Regions from separate parts of the Mus musculus genome. Here region 1 is linked to region 2. The links are chromatin contacts, called in public HiChIP or PLAC-seq maps. All regions are on one chromosome and are shown on one strand. Each heading gives the region's core, a stretch centred on a gene start, on an enhancer-like site or on the middle of the called end of the contact. The rest is flanking DNA. Distances are from core to core; before and after follow the strand shown. Region 1 overlaps Ppp1r9a (protein phosphatase 1, regulatory subunit 9A). Region 2 overlaps Sgce (sarcoglycan, epsilon).

Region 1 (4,996 bases), core at 469-2,968, 320 kb before region 2:
TGGGGATCAGGGCTAAGCAGGTTTGTTTTTGTTTTTTTGTTTTGTTTTGTTTTGAATATTTTTCAACTCTTTAATTTTATGCCTATGTTTGATGATAGGTCAGTGATATTTCATAGTTTCAAAAGTCCTTGCTGCTCTGAGAAGTGTAGATACTATGTGAAAATCACGTAGTAATGACAGCATGTGCTGGGGTTTGTTCTTGTTTATTTTTTGAGGAAGAAGAGGAGGAAGTGGAGGAAGAGGAGGAGGAAGGCTGAGGAGAAGAAGAGGGGGAGGGGAAGGATGTACACTTGCTGCTTCTACCTTCCCTAAACCATCCTGCTTTGCAGAAATCCAGACTGACGGCAGCACCAACCACGCACGGAATACATTTATCTGCTCAGGTTTCTCACCACTTGTTGTGTTTTGCATTAGTTAAGACAAAAAGTTGATAGCTGTCAACTATCTGAAATTGTACAGATTAGATTTGGGAAACATGATCTTTGTACACTAAAAAAAATCGGTTAAACATCACATAGCAGACAGTCATTAAATTATTAAAAATCAAGTTATGAAGAACAAGCTTTGGGCAGACAGATTTTCATGGGAATATTTATATGGTCGAGAATCAGCCCCTCTCTCTCTCTCTCTCTCTCTCTCTCTCTCTCTCTCGGTTTTTCAAAACAGGGTTTCTCTGTGTAGCCTTGGCTGTCCTGGAACTCACTCTGTAGACCAGGCTGGCCTTAAACTCAGAAATTCGCCTGCCTCTGCCTCCCAAGTGCTGGGATTAAAGGCGTGCACCACTGCTGCTCTGGCAGTTTTTATTTTTCTTATTAGCACTGTTCACCTGCTGTGGAATTACCCACTGGGACAAGACAACTCTGTGATCTTCTATCCAAGGACTTCTTAAACACCTTAAAGACATTTTGAAGTGTACAGCTAACCACCCTGTTAGCTTTTTCATCTACAGTTTTTGAAAACCTTTAAATAAAAACATCTGAACCTTCTAATTTCACAGACAATGACTTTTTTCTTAAATGTTTATTTTAAAGAAAGACACTAATGTAATTTTTATTTTGAGTAAGGCTTTTACTGTATATTTTACATGAAAAAATATCCCTTTCCAAGACAGATGGTAATAATAGCTTCAATTTTCTGTCAAATATGTATCTAAGAATTTTATAGTTTCCAGATTCTCATGATAGTACTAAGATTCTAATTTTTGTTTAAATTTAAGATTGTTCTTCCTTTAAAAAAACAATCTCGTTTTCTATCAGCTGTGTGCTTTGCCTTCATAGACAGCCTTAAATGGATTTGTTTTTATTAATCTACTCCTAATTTGTATTCTGCCTGTTAGGTCTACTTGAGAAAGAAATGTAGTGAAACTTGGAATAACTTTATTCCTTTGGTTAGTTAATTTTTCCACTTTAAATTTCAAGTGAAATAAATGCACACACTATAGCGTATTCAACTGTTAGTCTGTGAAATATGTTTAAAGAAGAGAGTAAGCAAGCCTGGCACTGTAATCCCAGAGACAGAGAGAAAAATCAGCAATGCCAGGACAGCCTGGGCTAGTGAAACCATATCTCAGACCCCAAGAGCAAACTGGGAAATATACACAAAGTGGAAGAGGCTTATGAAACTAGGATTTGTATGCTGAGGCAGGAGGATCACATGTTGGAGACCTGTCAGAGCTACTACAGAACTGAAGGGCTACCTGGGCAACCAGAAGAAAGGTAAACAAAAGTCCTTACCCTGTTAAACACAGAAGCCACAGCCACTGCAGAGCAGGTTCTTATGCACCTGCCCCAGCTTTCCTTAACTCTTGGTGGCAATGCATCTGTCCTCCGAAAACACCAACTTAATAATAATTAATAATAAAAACAACTACTCACCTGTGTATCTCATATAGTTGTGTTCAGCTATATGCTGTTCAGTTTTCTCTGGGTTTGAAATTCACATCAGCTGGAAGCAGAGCTGAGTGACCTCTGTGATTTCCTCTTTCTACGTCCTCAACCTTATGCTTGTAGAGGCCACACACACTGCTGCATGAACTGCAGTCACAGTTGCTCACTGACTAGGTATGCTGTCACGCCTCTCATAAATACTTAGACTTTTCTCAAGTTTGATTCTTATCAGCCATGTGACACACTAGCTGTATTTCATAAGACCCTTCATGTATATTTTTAAATATACAAAAATGAGAGCAACACTCTGTTTCCGTTTAACTCCAAATGAATGTGTCCCTCAACTGGAGTAGTCAGCCATACTCAGTGGAAGGTGGAGCAGTCACCATATGATCTAACTATTACATTATCCATACAGTTTTATATTTCACATTTATACAGAATTCCCATCTTTACTGTTTGAACAAGTAGATTGTGACTCTTCCTCCTTGATAGCTGGAAGCAAATTTCTCAGATAACTTGTGTTCATGAAAACTTTACAAACCAGCAAAATCTCTTCTTTCCTCAGGAGAAGCAAACGCCCCCTGGAGTGCACATGGGACTCTGGGGACACCTCCTTTTCACTCTGTGGACCATGATGCCGCACACTGCAGGATGGCTCCCAAGACTGGAGAATACCTGATACTATTCCAGCTGTTTCAAATACTTCCACTTCTTCTTTTACTTTGTTCTTTTATAATATGTAAGATTCTTATTTCATCTTTATCCAATAGGACTCCCACTTTGTCGGAGATCTATCCTGCGTTTTCTCCTCCTCCTATTGTAACTGTGTATCCCCTTCACTGTTCTGTTTCCCTTCTGTTGTCTACACTTCATGTGTTAGTGCTATTCCTGGTTCTCTTGGGTGTTTGCAGTCACTTGAAATGGATCTGGGGACATTTCTTCCTCTGGGCCTCCGAGGTCACCAAAGTGAGTCTCAACAATAGACATGCTTGTCACCTCAACGTCTGTAGCCAAATTTTTCACTTGGAAATCCATGAATTTCCTGTTGGTAGTGTGATGAAGAACATCCTTTTAAAGCCAGTGTTTACTATCTGTAGTGACTTTCTTTTCTTTTGACTTTTCACGGCATCTATCTGCCTCCATTCAAAAGGCTTGTCGGATCTGTTAGTGTTCTTCAGATCTGTTAGTGTTCTGCTCACAGGGCACAACCCAGTTCCGGGCTGCTCATCGCACGGGAACACAAGCACAACCATCTCTGCTCCAGGCACCAAAGGCTTCTGTAGCAGACAGGCCGTTGTTCCAAGAGGAAAATGCAAGACAAACGCGTCTGCTTCCTCTTCCTCCTTCTCTGTCTCAGTTTTCTCAGAGACACAGAATGGAGCATTTCTGTTTGAAAGGTTTGCATCTCACCATCTTCCTCTAAATCTTCACTCCAAGTTTCCAGAGAGACTTCCCATCATCACTGCATTCTGAAATTCTCTACCCCAAACCAGAAAACTTCAAACCTTTTCCTCAAGATCAGCCTCCTGTAGACTTTAACCTTCACCAGCCCTTCCAGTAACACCAACAAAGTAATAAGACACACACACACACACACACACACACACACACACACACACGCACACGCACGCACGCGCACACACACACACACACACACAATCTTGGTCTGGGTTACTATTGCTTTTCTAGTCCAATGTTTGAAACTCCTTTCACGATCCTCCCAAAAATAATTTAGCAGGTGTGTCACGCGTGATCGCGGTACCAATTTGTCTGAGCTTGGGTCACTATTACCAAGACAAAAGCAACTTTCAAAGGAAAGGGTTTATTTGGTTCACACTTCCACATCACGGCTCACCATCAAAACCCAGATAGGAACACCTGAGTTTCTTAACTAATAACTGATGTGGGAGGGTCCAGCCTATCATGAGCGGTCCTGGGTTCTATAAGAAAGCAGGGTGAGCAAGACATGAGGAGCAAGCAGTAAGCAGCATCCGTCCATGGCCTCTGCATCAGTTCCTTCCCTGCTTAAGTTCCCGGTTCAACTGAGGCGTCCTCCTCTCGAGAGACTCTACATTGTGTCAAGTTGACATAAAACCAGCCAGCACGTCTACCATATGATCCTGCATCCCAGCCAGACAAAGGAACTGGGTTGTTTGGGAGCTGGTGAGATGGGGGTGTCATTTAGTAAACTATTGACTCAAAATCTGCATCAACTCATTTTGAAACCTGGTAAACTTCAGAGAGAGTTACAACCTTACTCAATTCTTAGAAACAATCTACCCTCTGGAAAAGTCAATAATGTTACCAGCACAGACATGAAAATGCGCACACTGGAATCCTGTGTACCTTTCTCCAGTTCCACTGGGAAAAGTTCCAGTTTTTCTACTCGCTTTTCAAGCTCATACTCAGCAGATGCGGCTACAGGGTCAACGTCGTCATTTCTCCGGTCATAGTCTTCATTGGAGTATGTGTTGAAAACCTACAGGAAAAGGCCAAGAAAAAAATGGTCATACAGAAAAGATGCCATTCAGTATCAAACTACACAATTTAATGAAAAAAACAAACACAATGACATATTTCTTGTTCTTTTAAAAAATGCTATGAGTATGTTCATTCACAGATGTATCTGAAAATGAATGTAGTATATATGTTGAGTGCATGTCTGTGTGTCTCTGTGTATGTGTGCATGTATGTGTGTGCACGTGTGTGGCATGTGAGATGCTCATATAAAGTACAGAGACATCACTCTCTCCACTCCCTTAAGGCGGGGTCTCTCACTCAAACTGGAGCTGATCTGCCAGCCTGTAAGTCCACAAAGCCCTGTTTCTGCTCACCTATATTTCTGGGATAACATGTGGGCCGTGCCTGGCTTTTTACATGGTTTCTGGGGATTTGAACTCAGGTCCTTAGGCTTGCTCTCCAACCTAGTGACCCTCACCCCAGTCGCTGATACCTTTCTCCTAACAATCATTTGATATTTAAAATTAATCAAGATGTTAGGAAAAGGAAAATTGAATGCAAATAAAAGTAACTTACTAAATTAAAATGGTACGAGACACTTTATCACTTTCAATAACTGAAGAAACAGCAGGGCCATGGAGTGCTTT
Region 2 (4,609 bases), core at 1,674-4,173:
CCCAGCGGGTAAAGTTGATTGTTGCCAGATAATGAAAGCCTATGCTCACTCCCTGGACCCCATGCCCAGGTGAGAAGAGAGAAGTGATTCCACAAGATTTTCTGTTGATCTCCAAACATACACTGTGGCATGGGCACGCACCCACAGACATCAGACACACTCACGCCTGCACGCGCGCGCGCGCACACACACACACACACACACACACACACACAGAGGCAAACACAGACACTCACACAAACACACAGACCTACACTCACACAGACACACACACACACACACACACACACACGGAGACACACACACAGGCAAACACAGACACTCACACAAACACACAGACCTACACTCACACAGACACAAACACACACACACACACACACACACGGAGACACACACACTCACACAGACACACACGCAGAGACACACACACAGAGACTCACACACACACACACAGACCTACACTCACACAGACACACACACACACACACTCACACACAGGCAAACACAGACACTCACACAAACACACAGACCTACACTCACATAGACACACACACACAGGCAAACACAGACACTCACACAAACACACCTACACTCACATACACACACATACACACAGACACATACGCACACACAGAGACTCACACACACACACAGACACACACACAGACACACACACAGACACATACACACACACTCACACAGACACACAGACACACACACAGACACATACACACACACTCACACAGACACACACACACACACACACACGGAGACACACACACTCACACAGACACACACACAGTGACACACACACAGAGACTCACACACACACACAGACACATACACACACTCACACAGACACACACACACACACAGAGACACACATTCACACAGACATGATGCTAAATTTTTTTTGATTTTTTAAAAAGGGAAAAGAAAAAGGTTTTGAAGGCTGTCATAGAAGGGAAGAGCTATGGAAGATGTGAACTCTACAGACAACTTCAGCAAAGCCTTAGAGTAGAATAATATGTAAAGAAATAAGGGAAGCAGAACCCAGAGAGAAGTGTGATAAGGTTTGATAGTTCATTTGTAAGGTGAGTGTGCTAATCAGATTAAATTTCATTTGGCATATCCTGCTGTTTACTTGGACAGTGATGTCTGAGCAAGTTATTATTTATTATTTCTGTTTCTTGTCATTCTGATTAGCCCATCAGCAATCAGTCACTATTCATAGCTCTTCAATTGCTTGTATTAAAGAGCAACTCCCTCCTCCCCTAGTCTGCAAATTACCCAGGTTGGGAAAGAGCAATATTCTCTCTTCAGAGACTGCTTGCCCCCGACTAGATGAAAACTCTTTATGCTGCTACAAGCCTCCAAATGATTGAGAACATCTTAAGACAAACTTTTAAGCCTTGTACGGTTTCTCGGGAACGGGAGGACAAGCCAGCCACCTTCAGATTCATTCAGCTTTGACTCTTGGAGGGGACGCATTGAAGACTTGGCTATGCTGTGGACATGGAGGGTCCAGCAAATTATGCGAACAGTTTCTTACTGTACGCGCATAACTGCAGGACTCATGGCGCTCTCTGCCTTTGTGTTTTCCCGTTAGAGAAAGCAGCATTGTAGGTGTAATTGTGACAAATGATCAGGAACCGCTTCCTTTAATGATTTCTGAAGACAGTGCGTTGCCTCTGGAGTTCATCCAATAACCTGTCTATAGAGGTTGACATTATTTTACACATTAGATCTAGTCTTGAAAAGTGGTGTGCAGGAAAGGTATTTGAATGATAGTTTTTTAAAAGAATTTTTTTTTCTCACATTGGTCTTCTAATGAAAATAAAGCTACCAAACGTTAGCTCCCCACATCCCCAGCAGAGAGTAACCTTTTTTTTTTCTTTTTTTTGGTCAGTGTGTGGTTTACAGTGTCTCGCCTTCTATAACTCTTGCCTGGTGAACTGAGCCACGGTACTTATCCTTTTATTTAGAGTCGTCGGGCTTCAGTTTTCTGAGGTCAGTCAGCTATTATATGAATTAATATGAACTTGATTAAAGTGAGTGTGCATGGATCAGTGAAGTAGCCCCACGGAAAGGCGCTGTTCCATGAAATCCAAAGACCTGAGTCATGTCCCTAGGACCGATATAAAGTGGAAGGGACTGACTGACTTAATAAACTTTCCTCTGACCCCTCTGTATGGATAACATGACATGCTCAGTCCCCATGCACATATCACACACACACACACACACACACACACACACACACGCACACTTTAAAAGAAAAGCTGGGTTTCCTCTTACATCCAAAAAAAAAAAAAAAAAAAAAAAAAAAGGTCTCCAAGCACTGAGGCCCCTAAGGTACAGAAGCTCCTCTGAGATGTATGCAAGGGTTCTATCCTACGGTAATCCTTGACAATTAGGACACTGGTTAGATTTTTTTAAAAAATGCTATGAAAGAAGCCGGGTGTGGTGGCACACGCCTTTAATCCCAACACTCGGAAGGCAGAGACAGGCGGATTTCTGAGTTCAAGGCCAGCCTGGTCTACAGAGTGAGTTCTAGGACAGCCAGGGCTACACAGAGAAACCCTGTCTCGGGAAAAAAAAAAAGAATTGCTATGAAAGACATCCAGGCTGTCTCTGTAGAGCACCCGGGAAGTATAGAGCTGAAGCGTTTACCAGCCAAGATCCCAAAGTGACTGGCAACGCTTATGCCAGGTTGGTCACCTTCTGAAAAAGAGAGTGCGTGGACGACAATCTCAGACTTAAAGGTATGCACATAAATCCGTCAGACCACTGACTCCTAAAGTACAACCGTGTGATTTTGTATGAACTCTCAACTGTGATTCCTACGTGCAGTACAGTCTGAAGACTAGTTCACTAATGGGGGAAGGGGTCAAGCCAGTGCTATCTGGTTTCTCAGCCCAGGCTTCCCTTGTGATGACTCATCTCGCAGGCAGCAGAGAAGCTCCTGGGCGGCTGCTTGCTGGATTTACTACCTTGGGCCTTAAGATTAAGCCTCTGTAATCTTCAAACACATTGATAGATTCACCTGGGTTTGTAAGGATTGGGAGAAACAATATGTGAAAGCTCTTTGCTGGAGTCTGCCAGTAAAATCTAAATGCTGCTGCCCATGCTGGAAAGGAAAGTAGCTTTTGTCATCTGCTTCCCGAGCGATTCTGTTAGGGTGGGCTTCTCTATCCCCCGTCAGCCCAGCGGTGACTCACATGTCCTGATTGTTCCATGAGATTACCTGGAAGTAAGAAGGCAGGGGTTTCCAGTGCTGGGTCCCTCCTGTTTTGCTGCATCCTAAGCAATCGGACTACTCTCTCCTACCCCTTTGGATTTGTCAGTCTTGGGGACTTCATAATTATTTATGAGAACCACATGTTGAAGTAGTGTAGCCCATCTGCCTGGACTTTCTTTTATAGAGTCATGGATATGTGTGGTGTGTCTATTTGTTATAAACCTTTTGGCGCCCATGGGCACTTATTCTGAAGGGGCTGCCTAGGTGCGTAAGCAGCCCTGTTGCCTTTCAAATCAATAATGAAGAGTCTCCTGGAGGGGAGCCGTCTGGGACATAAGGCATTCTTAGTGTTTTGGATTTTGTTTTAAATTTAAGTTATTGGGAACACCTACCATTTGTTTCATCTAGTTTTAGAAATTCATAATTTCATAAGGTCATAACACAACTCAACCACTGATTAGGAAAATCACTCGTAAGACTGGTCATTTAGTAGATAAAGCTGGTTTGCTTAAATCCACAGAGTTTAAAACTGATGCCAGCCGAGTAGTTTGTTAGAGGCCTTCACTTGTACTTCCCATAAGACTTTGCTTGTTTCATTGTTGCTTCTTTTTCTTTTTTTAATGGCCTAGGTTTCTGTGGGTTTTGTTTGTTTGTTTTGAAGCAGGGACGCTTCGTTGATCCCCTTCTCCAGCCTCCTTCACCAGCACACGCAGGGATCAAAGGCATGAGCTACCACACCCAGCTAGAACCTAGATTTTGAATCGCTTTTTTTTTTAATATGGGGAACTTAGTATTTTCATAATTTAGTTTGTTAAATATTTTGCTGAAGAGTTAATGTGAAAAGAAAATCCGTACATAATTCCTGGCATGATGGAGACACAAGCGTTGTTAGACTCCACAGGACGCTTCTCTTTCCCTTACTTTCTCATTCAGGACGTATTTTCTTTATTCATATCCTCTATTTCTGGCCCTATATGTTCTACTTTTCTTGGATTTGTGTCTCGTTTTCTTTATCTTTGCTCTCTTGTTCTCTCCCCGTATCTTTCCTAGAACCTGTGGATAGAACCCCCTGTTGGAGGACCCTCCCTTTCCTCACCCTGCCCCCGGCCCCCGGTCGCTGCCTTTGCTTCCTTGTCCTGGCTGATCTCATCTCCCTGGCAGCTTCTGCATCTTGACCTTTGCCATTTGGCTCTTCCCTTCCCCAGTCTCTTAGAACTCTGTTTTCAAGGAGTCTGCACGTAAATTTTCTGCTTTTGAAAGCTAGGAGTCCTTGATCTCGCTCTCATCCTCTGGTCATTTTATAGCAAGGGATCATACCCTCTTCCTTGACATCTCCCTTCATCGGAGGATGTGGCATTTCTGACTCGG

Evidence for each region. HiChIP or PLAC-seq counts read pairs in DNA pulled down with a chosen protein or histone mark.
Region 1: an H3K27ac HiChIP or PLAC-seq map of trophoblast stem cells shows a contact between it and region 2, with 14 read pairs. The contact joins two enhancer-like sites. A contact is called at or near these places in 3 of 39 promoter capture datasets (embryonic stem cells, hippocampal neurons and liver), 8 of 115 datasets of contacts at active chromatin or transcription factors (embryonic stem cells, neural tube, stem cell-derived neural progenitor cells and 1 more) and 1 of 9 other capture datasets (adipose tissue).

The regions. Positions count from the first base shown.
Region 1 is chr6:5,045,308-5,050,303 of GRCm38.p6, reverse strand. Ppp1r9a (protein phosphatase 1, regulatory subunit 9A) reads right to left here. Exons shown (of 16, transcript NM_001363809.1): 3 at 4,236-4,368. Gm52886 (a long non-coding RNA gene) reads left to right here. Exons shown (of 3, transcript XR_003956395.1): 2 at 1-383; 3 at 2,455-4,242. Among named protein-coding and RNA genes, the nearest start is that of Gm52886, 6.9 kb to the left of the region's middle. Within about 2 kb of position 1,718, at least 5 of the 459 cell types and tissues checked have an H3K27ac peak or open chromatin away from gene starts, as enhancers often do. A contact at or near this core is called in trophoblast stem cells, where this site is marked.
Region 2 is chr6:4,731,670-4,736,278 of GRCm38.p6, reverse strand. The region is part of intron 1 of Sgce (sarcoglycan, epsilon); the gene reads left to right. Among named protein-coding and RNA genes, the nearest start is that of Sgce, 13 kb to the left of the region's middle. Within about 2 kb of position 2,923, at least 52 of the 459 cell types and tissues checked have an H3K27ac peak or open chromatin away from gene starts, as enhancers often do. A contact at or near this core is called in trophoblast stem cells, where this site is marked.